Regions from separate parts of the Astyanax mexicanus genome. Here region 2 is linked to region 1. A link is a contact called in public Hi-C data. All regions are on one chromosome and are shown on one strand. Each heading gives the region's core, a stretch centred on a gene start, on an enhancer-like site or on the middle of the called end of the contact. The rest is flanking DNA. Distances are from core to core; before and after follow the strand shown.

The links. Hi-C and Micro-C count contacts between places; a contact is called where the count stands out from the background.
Region 2: a contact with region 1 is called in a Hi-C map of muscle, with 18 times the contacts expected there. The contact joins the promoter of soga1 here to the enhancer-like site in region 1. A contact is called at or near these places in 2 of 3 Hi-C or Micro-C datasets (both in muscle).

What each region holds. Positions count from the first base shown.
Region 1 is chr13:26,642,854-26,649,139 of AstMex3_surface, reverse strand. No RefSeq gene overlaps it. Among protein-coding and RNA genes, the nearest start is that of LOC107197805, 13 kb to the right of the region's middle. Within about 2 kb of position 3,434, the one cell type or tissue checked has an H3K27ac peak away from gene starts, as active enhancers do.
Region 2 is chr13:26,806,051-26,812,399 of AstMex3_surface, reverse strand. It overlaps soga1 (suppressor of glucose, autophagy associated 1), which reads left to right and starts at 1,737. Exons shown (of 14, transcript XM_015607622.3): 1 at 1,737-2,787. The coding sequence starts at 1,984.

The DNA of each region.
Region 1 (6,286 bases), core at 2,185-4,684:
TCATTACATTCTAGCTCTCTCTAAAGCACTCCAGTTGTTCAGCTTATAACCCGTCCTCTCCCAAGCAGCTGTTAAATATTTCAGTGCTTTGTTTAGACAAGCAATTAACATGTGTCTGTGTAATATATCTGTGTTTATGTTTGATTCATACTTTAAGAAGCATGGATACCAGCCAACACCATGATTGGAACCATTTTTTTTTGTGTACCATGCTTGCTGGACTTTACACTTATTTGTTAAGTGGTGGCATAAATAAGATGAAATATTCTGTTTAATATTAATCATTATGGTTGGTCATGTCACTACACTGCAAAAAACAAAATCTTAGCAAGTGAAATTATCTAGTTTCAAATCAATAAATCGTATTTCTTGCTCTGATAAGAATTTTAAGTCTTACTAAGCATTGTAAATGTAAGATTGTTTTACATATTTTAGAAATAATTATCTTATTCAGTCTTACTTACAATTTTTACCTTTTACCTAAGTAATTTGAACTCAAAATAAACACAAAAAGTCACCAGTCAAGTTATTTTGATACTTGTGTAGAAGACAGTTTTCCCTTTTTCTCTAAAAAACTGTTCAGGTCATACAAGGCCAAAAAATCCATGCCTGATTTCGCTGCTTGGTTAATAATTACCAATAATTACTTTCAGCCCATTGTGTCAAAATCCAAAAGACTGCACATCTGCCATGTTACAGAGCATGTAACTAACCCTCCAGTCCTATCATCATCTTTCACAGAGAGAAAGAGAGAAGCAGGTTGGGGCTGCCAAGCATTTTGGCACTAGCTTAAACTAGGCCTGGATTTCAATCAGCAAACCATGAATATTTTTAAAATTATAGAAAAAAGGCCTCCGTAAACTGAATGCTTTAAAGACCTGTATCAAAATATATATTCTACCTCAAAATGATCTGTACTAATCTCTGCAAACATAACAGAGAAAGGAAGTGTTGTTGTAAGCCTTATAGCATTCGCTAGGCCGTTCCTTCAGCCTCCTCCCTTCTGGTCAGAAATATAGGACACTTATACACAGGAGTGCTGACTTCAGCCAAAGCCTTTTCTCCTCTGCAGTAGGTTCTCTAAATAACTCTTTAGTCAGTTATATATATATGGTCCATTACATAATATTGTTGCTAATTTGTGGTGGTATGCAGGGAAGTTTACATGGAACACTGTGTAAACACATGTATTATAATGGTAATTTTAAAAGAATATGTTTTTCTGATATTCACACTTGATATTTGATATTGAAAGGGCTAGATAGGTGTGAATAGTTTTTTTCCCTTAATAAATGGAAATCTTTTAAAAAGTGATTTCTATATTTACATATTATATATATATATATATATATATATATATATATATATATATATATATATATATATAAATAAATATATATATATATAAAGCGTCTTGAGCACTTGCATTACTCTCTTGTTTGGGAACTGCAAAATCTACAGCGGATAGCGAGACCCTACAGTGAAGAGTGAAGACAGCTAAGAAGATCACCAGAGTCTCGCTTCCATGAATTAGCAACATGTACACCACACGCTGCATCCGCAAATCCACCAGCATTGTGTACGACCCCACCCACCCTTCACACGAACTCTTCGCTTTGATGCCGTTTGGCAGAAGACACAGGAGCATCCGAGCCTCCACTACCAGACTCTGCAACAGCTTCATCCACCAGGCAGTCAGACTTCTCAACTCACAGAGCCTCCGTTACCAGACTCTGCAACAGCTTCATCCACCAGGCAGTCAGACTCCTCAACTCACAGAGCCTCCACTACAAGACTCTGTAACAGCTTTACCAACACACTCTCACATGAACTGAAATGAACCCCCCACCACTCTTCACACACAACACAAAGATTATATTAAACCCACCCATCACTCTACACCCACACACACACTAAGCACACAGAGACTGGAATTGTCTTGTTCCCTGTCAGCAATGTTTGCTGCTAATTATTACTCCACTTACTCTGCTGTGATCATGTATAATCTACAGGGGTTGGACAATGAAACTGAAACACCTGGTGTTTAGACCACAATAATTTACTGTCTCGACGAACAGTTCTGGTGAAAACAGGAGAGTTCAGGTACACATTGAATTCTTCCGTGATTTGGGAGCCGTGGTTTTGTGTTTTTTGCATACAGTCCGGGTAAGCACCCGAACATCCCTTTCAGACAGCTTCCTCTTGCGTCCACAGTTAATCCTGTTGGATGTGGTTCGTCCTTCTTGGTGGTATGCTGACATTACCCTGGATACTGTGGCTCTTGATACATCACAAAGACTTGCTGTCTTGGTCACAGATGCGCCAGCAAGACGTGCACCAACAATTTGTTCTCTTTTGAACTCCGGTATGTCACCCATAATGTTGTGTGTATTGCAATATTTTGAGCAGAACTGTGCTCTTACCCTGCTAACTGAACCTTCACACTCTGCTCTTACTGGTGCAATAATGTGCAATTAATGAAGATTGGCTACCAGGCTGCTCCAATTTAGCCATGAAACCTGCCACACTAAAATGACAGGTGTTTCAGTTTCATTGTCCAACCCCTGCATATGTTACAGTATGTTACATACCTTGCACCTTATTCACACCAAGCACATTTCATTGTACCGTGCCAGTACTGCACTGTCCTGTCTGTTAAACTGATGATTGCACTTTATATTTGTCTATTGTATTGTTGTTTTATGTTGCAACACAGTAATTTTATTGCACTGTGTACCTGTGCTCAGATGTAATCATAATAAAAGCCTCTTGACTTGACTTGATGTAATTATTCTGCATATAGAGAGATCTGTTTCTGAGCATGTATCAAGTGCTCAGTAAGACTAGGTCAGTGTTTTGATGAAGCAGCCATTCCTCTAATGCTAATGCACTGCACTGGACTGTTCTCTGTATTTTCTCTGCACACAAAGGAAGGGAGGGTAGATGTTTCTCCTTGCGTTGCCTTATAAGGTCTCCTCCCGTTCCTCTCTCTGCCCTGCTTGTTAAGAATATATAAACTCAGCTGTCCCTGCCTGACACCGTCATCATTCATCTCCCAAGGACTCTTGGGCCTTTACGGAACCGCCCTAAATTCCCAGGGAAGCACTTGCAAAAGCCTGACCAAAACAACCGCATGCAAACCAGCCTGTCTTCTGATTCCGTCAGTTATCAACACATACATTTGTTTTGTGATGAACAGCACACTGTAGACAGCCTCCACCCTTCTCACTGAGCCTGAAAAAAAACACTATTAACAGAAAAGCACATTGTTCTTCCCTTCTCTTCCTTTGGCTAAGGTGACGTTATCTCTCTGAGGGCTGCGCTGAATGCAGCTGTTGGTCAGCTGTTGGATTGAGAGTCACGCTGAAGACACAGCAGGGCTTTCAGCAGCTGGGTGAGGTGGGCTTGGCTATTCTGTCAGCTGGTTGCATGACAATGGTGTTGTGGGCCAGCTGTAGGGTATACGTACCGTAACTGTGTTGTGGGAATTCTTTACCAACACCAACAGCCTGGATCTGTTTACATCACTGTTTGGTCACTGTAGCAACATGCTAAGCATAGGCTATGGCCTCTGTACAAATGCAAAAATATATATTTTGTTAGTATTATTCTCTAAGATACATTATACAGTGTTTTTGTCATACTTATATTTTATAGATTACTTTGTCTGATATACAAAAGCAGTTTTTAAACTATGATCTCATCTATTAAGGAAAAAAAACGAACTAAACTAATCTGTGTGAACAAATTAGTTAGCTGTGATTATTTCATTTGTTTTTGGAAAGCTGAGTTCAGTTTCACTAGGTACAACCAGGTAGATCTAAGATTAAATCAAGGATCAAGAAATCACTTAAATAGAACCTGTGTGACAACATGAAGCAAAAAAGATAAAAGATCTTAAAAAGCAACAAATTATGCCCCATTGTGAAGGAAGTCATTGACATCTATTAGTCAAAGTCAAAGGTTACACAGTAATTTCTTAAGCTTTGGGACTCCGGCGAAACAGAGTGAGAGCTATTTTTACAAATGGAGAAAACATGGAACACTGGTGAACCATCCCAGGGGTGACCGGCCTACCAAAATTACTCCAGAAGGGTATGGACAACTCATCCAAGAGGTATCAAAAGATTCTGCTTCAGGACCTGAACAACTTGCTGTAATAGACGAAACCAGGTATTCTGGAGGATTTTCTCTACCAGAAAGTCCTGAAGGAGAATATCTTTCCAATAGTTCATTACTTGGGTTCTGCAGCAGGACAATGATCTAAAGCCCCCCCAGCATGTCCACCTTGGAACAATCTAAAAAACAAAAACAAAATACACTGTTTAAAGATCATGACCACAGCCGTGTTTCCAGACCATTTATTATTACTAATATTACTATTAGCCATAGAGGACCACTACAGAGCAGCTACTATTTTAGTTTTGGGTCATTCTCGGCACTGCATGACACTGACCCAGTAGTGCTGTGTTGGTAGAAGTGGATCAGACACAGCAGTGCTGCTGGAGGTTTTAAACACTGTGTCCACTTACTGTCAAATCTAGAGACAGAAGTTCATCTATTGCTGTACAGTTTGTGTTGGTCATCCTCTAGTCCTTCATCAGTGCTTACAGGACGGTGCCCACAAGAAGCTAATGCCAAAGCAGCACAACATGAGATTTAAAATTGGCCGCAGTATCCAAGTCTGCTAGGCCACTAAGAGCGGCCACTGCAATAAACCTTAGGAGAAATCTGCTCACCCTGAGACACACTTTCGTAAAGGTTACTGCAGCAGGGTACAGAATGCTGTGTGTATTTTGTGGTAGTTTACAATGAGGAATGAAAGCAAACGCATGCTTCAGAGTTCACGCCTAAACAATACAACTTTACATGAGTCAGCAAATATACTCACTATTATCTCATAGTGTTCTTCTCTCCACATTTCCCAAGCGAGAGAGAGCCTAGTTATCATGAGCTCTGCACTACTCCTGTATCGCTCTCTCTCTCTCTCTCTCTTTTTCTCGCTCTCTCTACTGTTCTGCTGGGCTCAGTGGGGACGTAAGAACTAGCTGCACAAATGGGTCCTGGTTGCTGAGCAACGGCGCAGCCTGGCATTCACCATCAGGGCAAGAGATGTGAACCCTCACTATGTATGTGTGTGTGTGATTTAGAGAGATGTGCATCAGGCCTGTTTACATCTCGTAATTCCTATAGCATTTTACGTCTAAACACACGTCACGGGAAGCATAAACCTTATACCTAGTGATCTCTAACTGCCATTTTTGGAAATGTTGTTACGAGATGTTCTACGATTCACAGTCTACTAGATCAGAAAGCCCATCCTCAGATGAGGAACAAAACATATCTTCAGGTCTGTCATTCATATAGTGGAGATCCAAGTTTGGGGTTCAAGATTCAAGGGTTTGAGAGGGAGCTCCAAGCATGACTGACGGCCACTCTTTCTTCTTTGTTGGGGTGTTTTGGGGGTAGGAAGATATTTTTTGTCTTGGAGGGGTTACAGTTGTGGTCAAAAGTTTACATACACTTGTAAAAAAACATAATGTTATGGCTGTCTTGAGTTTTCAATAAGTTCTACAACTCTTATTTTTCTGTGATAGAGTGATCGGAACACATACATGTTTGTCACAAAAAACAGTCATAAAATTTGGTTCTTTCATAAATTTATTATGGGTCTGCTGAAAATGTCACCAAATCTGCTGGGTCAAAAATATACATACAGCAACAAAATTTGTCAATTTTGGTGATGTAGCGAGTTGTGTTAATCAAATTAGCTTCATGTCATGGCCTCTTCACTTCTTGTAAGTGATTCTGATTGACTACAGCTGTTGACTTCTCATGAGCCCATTTAAATAGGGCTCATTTGACCCAGTGATTAGACTCAGCTACAAAAGCTACAATGGGAAAGTCAAAGGAACTCAGTGTGGATCTGAAAAAGCGAATTATTGACTTGAACAAGTCAGGGAAGTCACTTGGAGCCATTTCAAAGCAGCTACAGGTCCCAAGAGCAACTGTGCAGACAATTATACGCAAGTATAAAGTGCATGGAACAGTTGTGTCACTGCCACGATCAGGAAGAAAACGCAAGCTATCACATGCTGCCGAGAGGAGATTGGTCAGGATGGTCAAGAGTCAACCAAGAATCACCAAGAAGCAGGTCTGCAAGGATTTGGAAGCTGATGGAACACAGGTGTCAGTCTCCACAGTCAAGCGTGTTTTACATCGCCATGGACTGAGAGGCTGCCGTGCAAGAAAGAAGCCCTTGCTCCAGAAAAGGCACCTTAAGACT
Region 2 (6,349 bases), core at 488-2,987, 160 kb before region 1:
AGATGGCAGAAGAAAGAATGCAGCATGTTTAGAGAAATAGCCCAACCATTGTGAGCTTGGAAAGCATGCAAGGCCACTGATCTGTCAGTCCATGCACACAACTAAAATAATGCCTTGCATAAATAATAAGAGTAAGGCTTACATACAGTGCCTGACCAAAAAAAGGTCACACACTCTAATATTTCCGCCTTTAGCTTTGATTGCAGCACACATTCACTGTGTTATTGTTTTGATAAGCTTCTGCAATGTCATAAGATTTATTTCAATTTAGCTTTGCATTAATGTTTCAGCAAGATCTTGCATTGATGATGGTAGAGTCTGACTGCTGCACAAAGCCTTCTCCAGCACATGGGGTTGAGGTCTGGACTTTCTGGTGAACAATCCATGTGTCAAAATGATGATCTCATGCTCCGTAAACCACTCTTTCACAATTCCAGTCCCATGAAATCTGGCATTGTCATTTTGCCATCAATATGTGCGTGCCATCAGGAAGGAAAAAAAACATTGATGGAATAACCTGGTCTATATTCAGTATATTGAGGCAGTCAGCTGACCTCATTCTTTGAGCACATACTGTTGCTGAACCTAGACCTGACTAATTGCAGCAACCCCAGATCTTATGCTTAGTTAAATACAAATGGCAACTTTTTGTTTTTGGCCAAGCAGTGTATTAATCAAAGATAATATTGCTTACACCCTTTTTCTTCATAGAGGCTGAATTGTCGTTTCATTTTTGTCTCTAATAATATTTCTCTATATAGTGATCTGGGTTTTGGATTTTAGTGGGTGAGGTGGTTAAAAAAAAAGCTACACTGTTAAACAAGCTGGTTAACCAGCAATTGACTAGTATAGCATTGGTTGCATTTGATTTGGTCATGCTTGGTCATTCTAGTTGTCATGCTTGGTCATTCTTATTTTTTGTCATGTTGGTCAATCAGCTTTGCTTTGCTGGCCAAGACAACAGAAAAACAACAGTTTTGTCAGCTCAAGATGGTTAAACTGGTTGACAACTATAGATTAGTTGAGCTAATCTAAACAACTAAGGTAAACAGCTAATATGACCAAGCTTGACCATGGCAATCCAGCATTAGACCAAAAAATACCATGCTAGCCAACCAGCCATGGCCAGCAAGACCAATCTGGACAACCATCATATACTTAGAGTAGCACAATGGAAATAAGCCTTAGTGCTTAGTGACTGGTTTGTGTAATGCCTGTTGTTTATTGTACATAATGTAATTTTTAATCATAAAACAAATTCAAATCAACCAATACCGACATGACAAGCACGATAAGGTTCTAGGGATCTAAACCATCAAGTGCAACAAAAACATACCCTATGCTGTTCAAAAGATAAACAGGTCAACAATCTTAATCAGCTTGACCACCCTAAAGTGATACTGTTTTAGCAGGGTAGTGTTTTTAGCTTGCTAACAAAATTTAGCCTCATAACTTAGCATAGCATAAAAAATTCACACCACATTTTGCAGCATAAATAAAATCTGTGTGAACTAATTATATTTTCACATAACCATTCATTTAGGCACATAAATCACAGTGAAATTATCTAGTGAGTCTACTGAGTCTGAATTCCAGACTCCTGCTAGCTTTGCTGCTCTCCTGAAGCCGGTGGTGGCAGCAGCGAGCTGTGGATGGAGCTGGGTTTTGGGAGTCCTCCTCCTCCTCCTCAGAGCCGCTATTCTATCTGGGCGGGGAGAAGAAACATCTCCCTCCAGCTCAGTCTCCGCTCACTCAGTATTGTAGAGAAGCGGAGAGAGGGTGGGTTGTGTGGACGGGTGAGCTGAGGAACTGAAAGAACTGGAGAAACAAAGCTCGCTTTGGATTTAAACCGGTTTTTAATCAGTTTTGGACAACAACACGGATTTGGAACCGATTCATCTCGCTGTTTCTTTAGATAACTTCGTGTTAAACTTCTTGTGGGGGTCTGATTTCTCTTTGAACCGTAGCTCCAAAGCGGAATGAATGACCAAGACAAAGGCTGACCCCGGTTCTCCCACCCACTGCGCCTCCTCGCCCCAGGGAAAGAGGAGCAGCACCATGGAAAGCGGGACCCGCAGCGGAGGCGGTGAAGGCGGCGCTCAGCCTCCCGCCGGCGAGAAGAAGAAGCTGCACCGCGCCCCGTCTCCCGCCAGACCGCGGGACGTGCCCGGCTGGTCGCTGACCAAGATCCGCGGGGGCATCGGCGCTCCGGCGCTCAGCGTGAAGCCGGGCGCCATCCACATCGGCTCCCGCGTGTCTCGCCGCAGCCCCGGCGCGGGCAGGGAGCCCAAGGGGGAGAAGGGGAAGGCGGCGGGAAGAGGCGGGCAGCCCTCCTCGGTAGCGGCGGCGAGAAGCAGCGCCAAGCTGAACCGGAGGAAGACGTCGGACGCCAGCGCCGCATCCGACGAGCTCAGCAAAGACTCCGGCTGCGCGCCGGGCAAACTGTCGGCCACGGACAGCAGCTCGGAGTTGTCGGACTGCGCCTCCGAGGAGCACCGGGTCAGCGCAGACGCTCTGAGCAGCGACACGGAGACCAGCAGCCGCGGAGGAGCGGCCGGAGAGCGGCGACTCAGGAGCGACGGAGGGGAGCGGCTCTCCTCGGGCGTGGAAGCCGGAGAGGAGAGCGTGTCGCCCGCGGACGAGCGCTCACTCGCCTCCCTGGAGAGCCGCGTGGCTGCCAGCACCTCGCTCGCCTTCTCTGACCTGACCGAGGAGCTCACAGACGGGGTTCATGAGGAGTATCTGAGAGAAATCGAGGAGCTGCGCTCAGAAAACGACTATCTGAAGGTCAGGAGAAAGTTCAGCACCTTCCTGCTAACTAAACACCTTGATAAACATAGGTTACCTGCTTATCAAAACACATAGTTATGTTAAATAGATAAAAATATGCTACATGTGAACGCACCATTATGTTAAACACGCTATAAATAAGCTAAATACAAACCTACGGTTATGCTAAATAGACAAAAATGGGTAAAATGTAAGCTCACCTTTATGTTAAATAGATAAAAAAATGGCTACGTTATGTTAAACAGAAAACATAAGCTAAATGCAAACGTAGTTATGCTAAATAGATACAATGGGTTAAATGGAAACTCACATTTATGCTAACCTAAATAGAGTAAACAAAATAAACTGCATTTGAATGCAGCATTATGTCATAAACACGCTATAAATACGCTAAATGCGAACGTAGTTAACAAACGTTACAGTTTTGCGGAATAGATAAATATAGGTTAAATGGAAAATGACCTTTATGCTAAATAGATACAACAATAGGTTAATTAAACACATAGTTCTGATAAAAAGATAAAAAATATGTTTACATGTGAAGGCACCATTACACGATATTATGCTAATTACACGATATTATGCTAAATAGATAAAAAGGGGTTAAATGGAAACTCAACTTTTTGCTAATTAAACCAAAAAACAAGCTGCATTTGAAGGCAGAATTATGGTAAACATATAAAAATAAGACAAATGCAAACATACAGTATTGCTAAAGAGATAAAAACAAGTCAAATGTGAGCGATATAGGTAGTTTAAAAAATAGGATAAATGGAAACTCACTTTTATACTTATTAAAAAATGTTACACTAAATAGTAGCCTATTTGTATCATTATTAGCTCACTGTTATATATTACAACTGAAATTTAAACGTTAACCTGCTGTTATTGTTATTGATGTGTGGATGCCTAGTAGCCTGCTAGTCTTTTTATTTAACAACCTAGCCACTTTTGTTTTACTACCATAGCCATATAATTTGCTCATAAAAACAGCATGGCCAGTTGGTCAGGCCAGTGAAGGTGACCAGCTTATATTTTGACCAGTATAGTGTATGTTTTCATTTGAGTTTGATGTTTTATCTGGTCTACAAGCATGATCAACCTTCAAACGTGGCCTAGTTTAACAAGCATAACCAGTTAGGCCAAGCTGGTTGATTAGTCTGACCAGCATAACCAAGCCAAATGACCACCCTGCTAAGAAATTCAGCTCAAGACCACCTGGTCAACTGGAGAAAAAATACCCTATGCTGGGTTGTAAGGTATGTTTTCTCTGGATGACCAGCTGAACCTTTTTTAAGCAGAGCAGGTCAATCAAAATGGCCAGCAAAACAACTATGGTCGCCAAGCATGGTTAAGCATGAACAACATCAAATGCATCATATACAGCTCTGGAAAAAAAATAGAATACCCCTTAAAATGATGAGTTTATTTAATTTTATCAAATTGAATCAAGAGGAAGATGAATGATCAAACCATCAAACCAAGCTGAACTGCTTGATTTTTTTGCACCAGGAGTGGCATAAAGTTATCCAAAAGCAGTGTGAAAGACTGATGGAGGAAAATATGCCAAGATGCATGAAAACTGTGATTACTTACACAACTGTGACTCTTAAAACTGTATGAATATTTTTTTTTGCATTATTTGAGGGTATTTTTGAATGACCTGCTTTTCAACCACCTTGACCATCAAAGACCAGCCCAGATCTTCTGAAACCAGCTTAAGCTGTGTTTTCAGCAGGCAACTGCCACCATCTGTCAACATTTTAGTGCTTATTATGGTTTATTACAGATTTATTGCTATGTTTAGTCTGTCTGAAGAACATTTAGCATTTGCACAAGTGATGGTTAATATATTGCCAAGATTTAGAAGCTTTAACACTTCACTGATTTTGATCTATTTGATCATAAGAGAGGTGTGCATTCGCTGCATTATATATGAGCTGCCCTTTTAGCATGCTCTGATGGCGGGCAGTAAACAGACCTTTATCATTAGAACTGGTACAGTCTTCGAGCAGCTAGATTACAATCATATTTAATATTTTGCTGAATCCAGGTGGGCTGGTGGTCCTGTCCAGGTATTGACCAACAGAACTGGCACATCAGGGGAGCGCATTTTTGGGTGGGTTTAATTCTTAATTAGGATGAGATCTCTTGTTGTGAGTAATTGATAGCTTATTGGCTGATTAATCCATATTGCTCAATAAAAAATACTTAAACAAGGTGATACATTGATTGACATTAGTTTTCCACCCTTCGCTGTGGTATTTTATATGTATTTATTTATTTATTTTACCACACTCTTTTACTGTACAGCTGTGAGGTGTCTCAAATGCTGCACATCTGCTGCAGCTGATACAGCTGCTGCTGCAGTTCACTCGCACCCACCTTTCTTTCACTCCAGTGTTTATGCGCGCTTGCAGCACGTGACTCTCGCTGCAGTGAGTGACCTACATAGTGAAGAACTTGTGTGACCGCACGCTGCGTCCCACCGCATCTCGGGAACCAATGAACGGCATCCTGTGCCCACAGCATCTCGGCAGCAGCCAATTAACAGCCTCCTGTTTACTACACTACTCACTCTTATAAATACTTTAGCTGCCTTATTACAACGGCTGGGTTCAGGGGATTAGCCGGATTTGAAAGGGATGCTATTCCAACGTTGCTTTATTACGTAAGGATGAGTGTAAAGGAGTACAGGAGTATAGATATAGAGTAGGAATACTAGAGGTACTAGATGTGACGCCTAGACTACAAGTTCTGTCTTTTCCTTATTGAGATGGGACCAGTCGTTTAACAATTCACAATTACACTGAGGCTCGTGGCACAATTGGGCTCTCATGAGTAACTAATAGATCTGATTTCTTAGTGCAGCTCACCAGTGAACTTCGCAAGGGCCCAGCCTATGGCACAACTTGGATGTCCTAAGTTGTTTACTGGGCCTTACTTGAAGAAATCTTTATACAATTGCACACCCATGACTCAAGAACAGATTCAGTGTCATAGTAATCCATCTTACCAATGAACTTTTTTTGTAAATATTTTATTATAACTCTTCATGTGTCAACACTGAATATACAGGTGTTGGACAATGAAACTGAAACACCTGTCATTTTAGTGTGGGAGGTTTCATGGCTAAATTGGAGCAGCCTGGTGGCCAATCTTCATTAATTGCACATTGCACCAGTAAGAGCAGAGTGTGAAGGTTCAGGTAGCAGGGTAAGAGCACAGTTTTGCTCAAAATATTGCAATGCACACAACATTATGGGTGACATACCAGAGTTCAAAAGAGGACAAATTGTTGGTGCACGTCTTGCTGGCGCATCTGTGACCAAGACAGCAAGTCTTTGTGATATATCAAGGGCCACGGTATCCAGGGTAATGTCAGCATACCACAAAGAAGGACGAACCACATCCAACTGGATTAACTGTGGACGCAAGAGGAAGCTGTCTGAAAGGGATGTTCGGGTGCTAACCCGGATTGTATTAAAAAAACTTAAAACCACGGCTGCCCAAATCACGGCAGAATTCAATGTGCACCTCAACTCTCCTGTTTCCACCA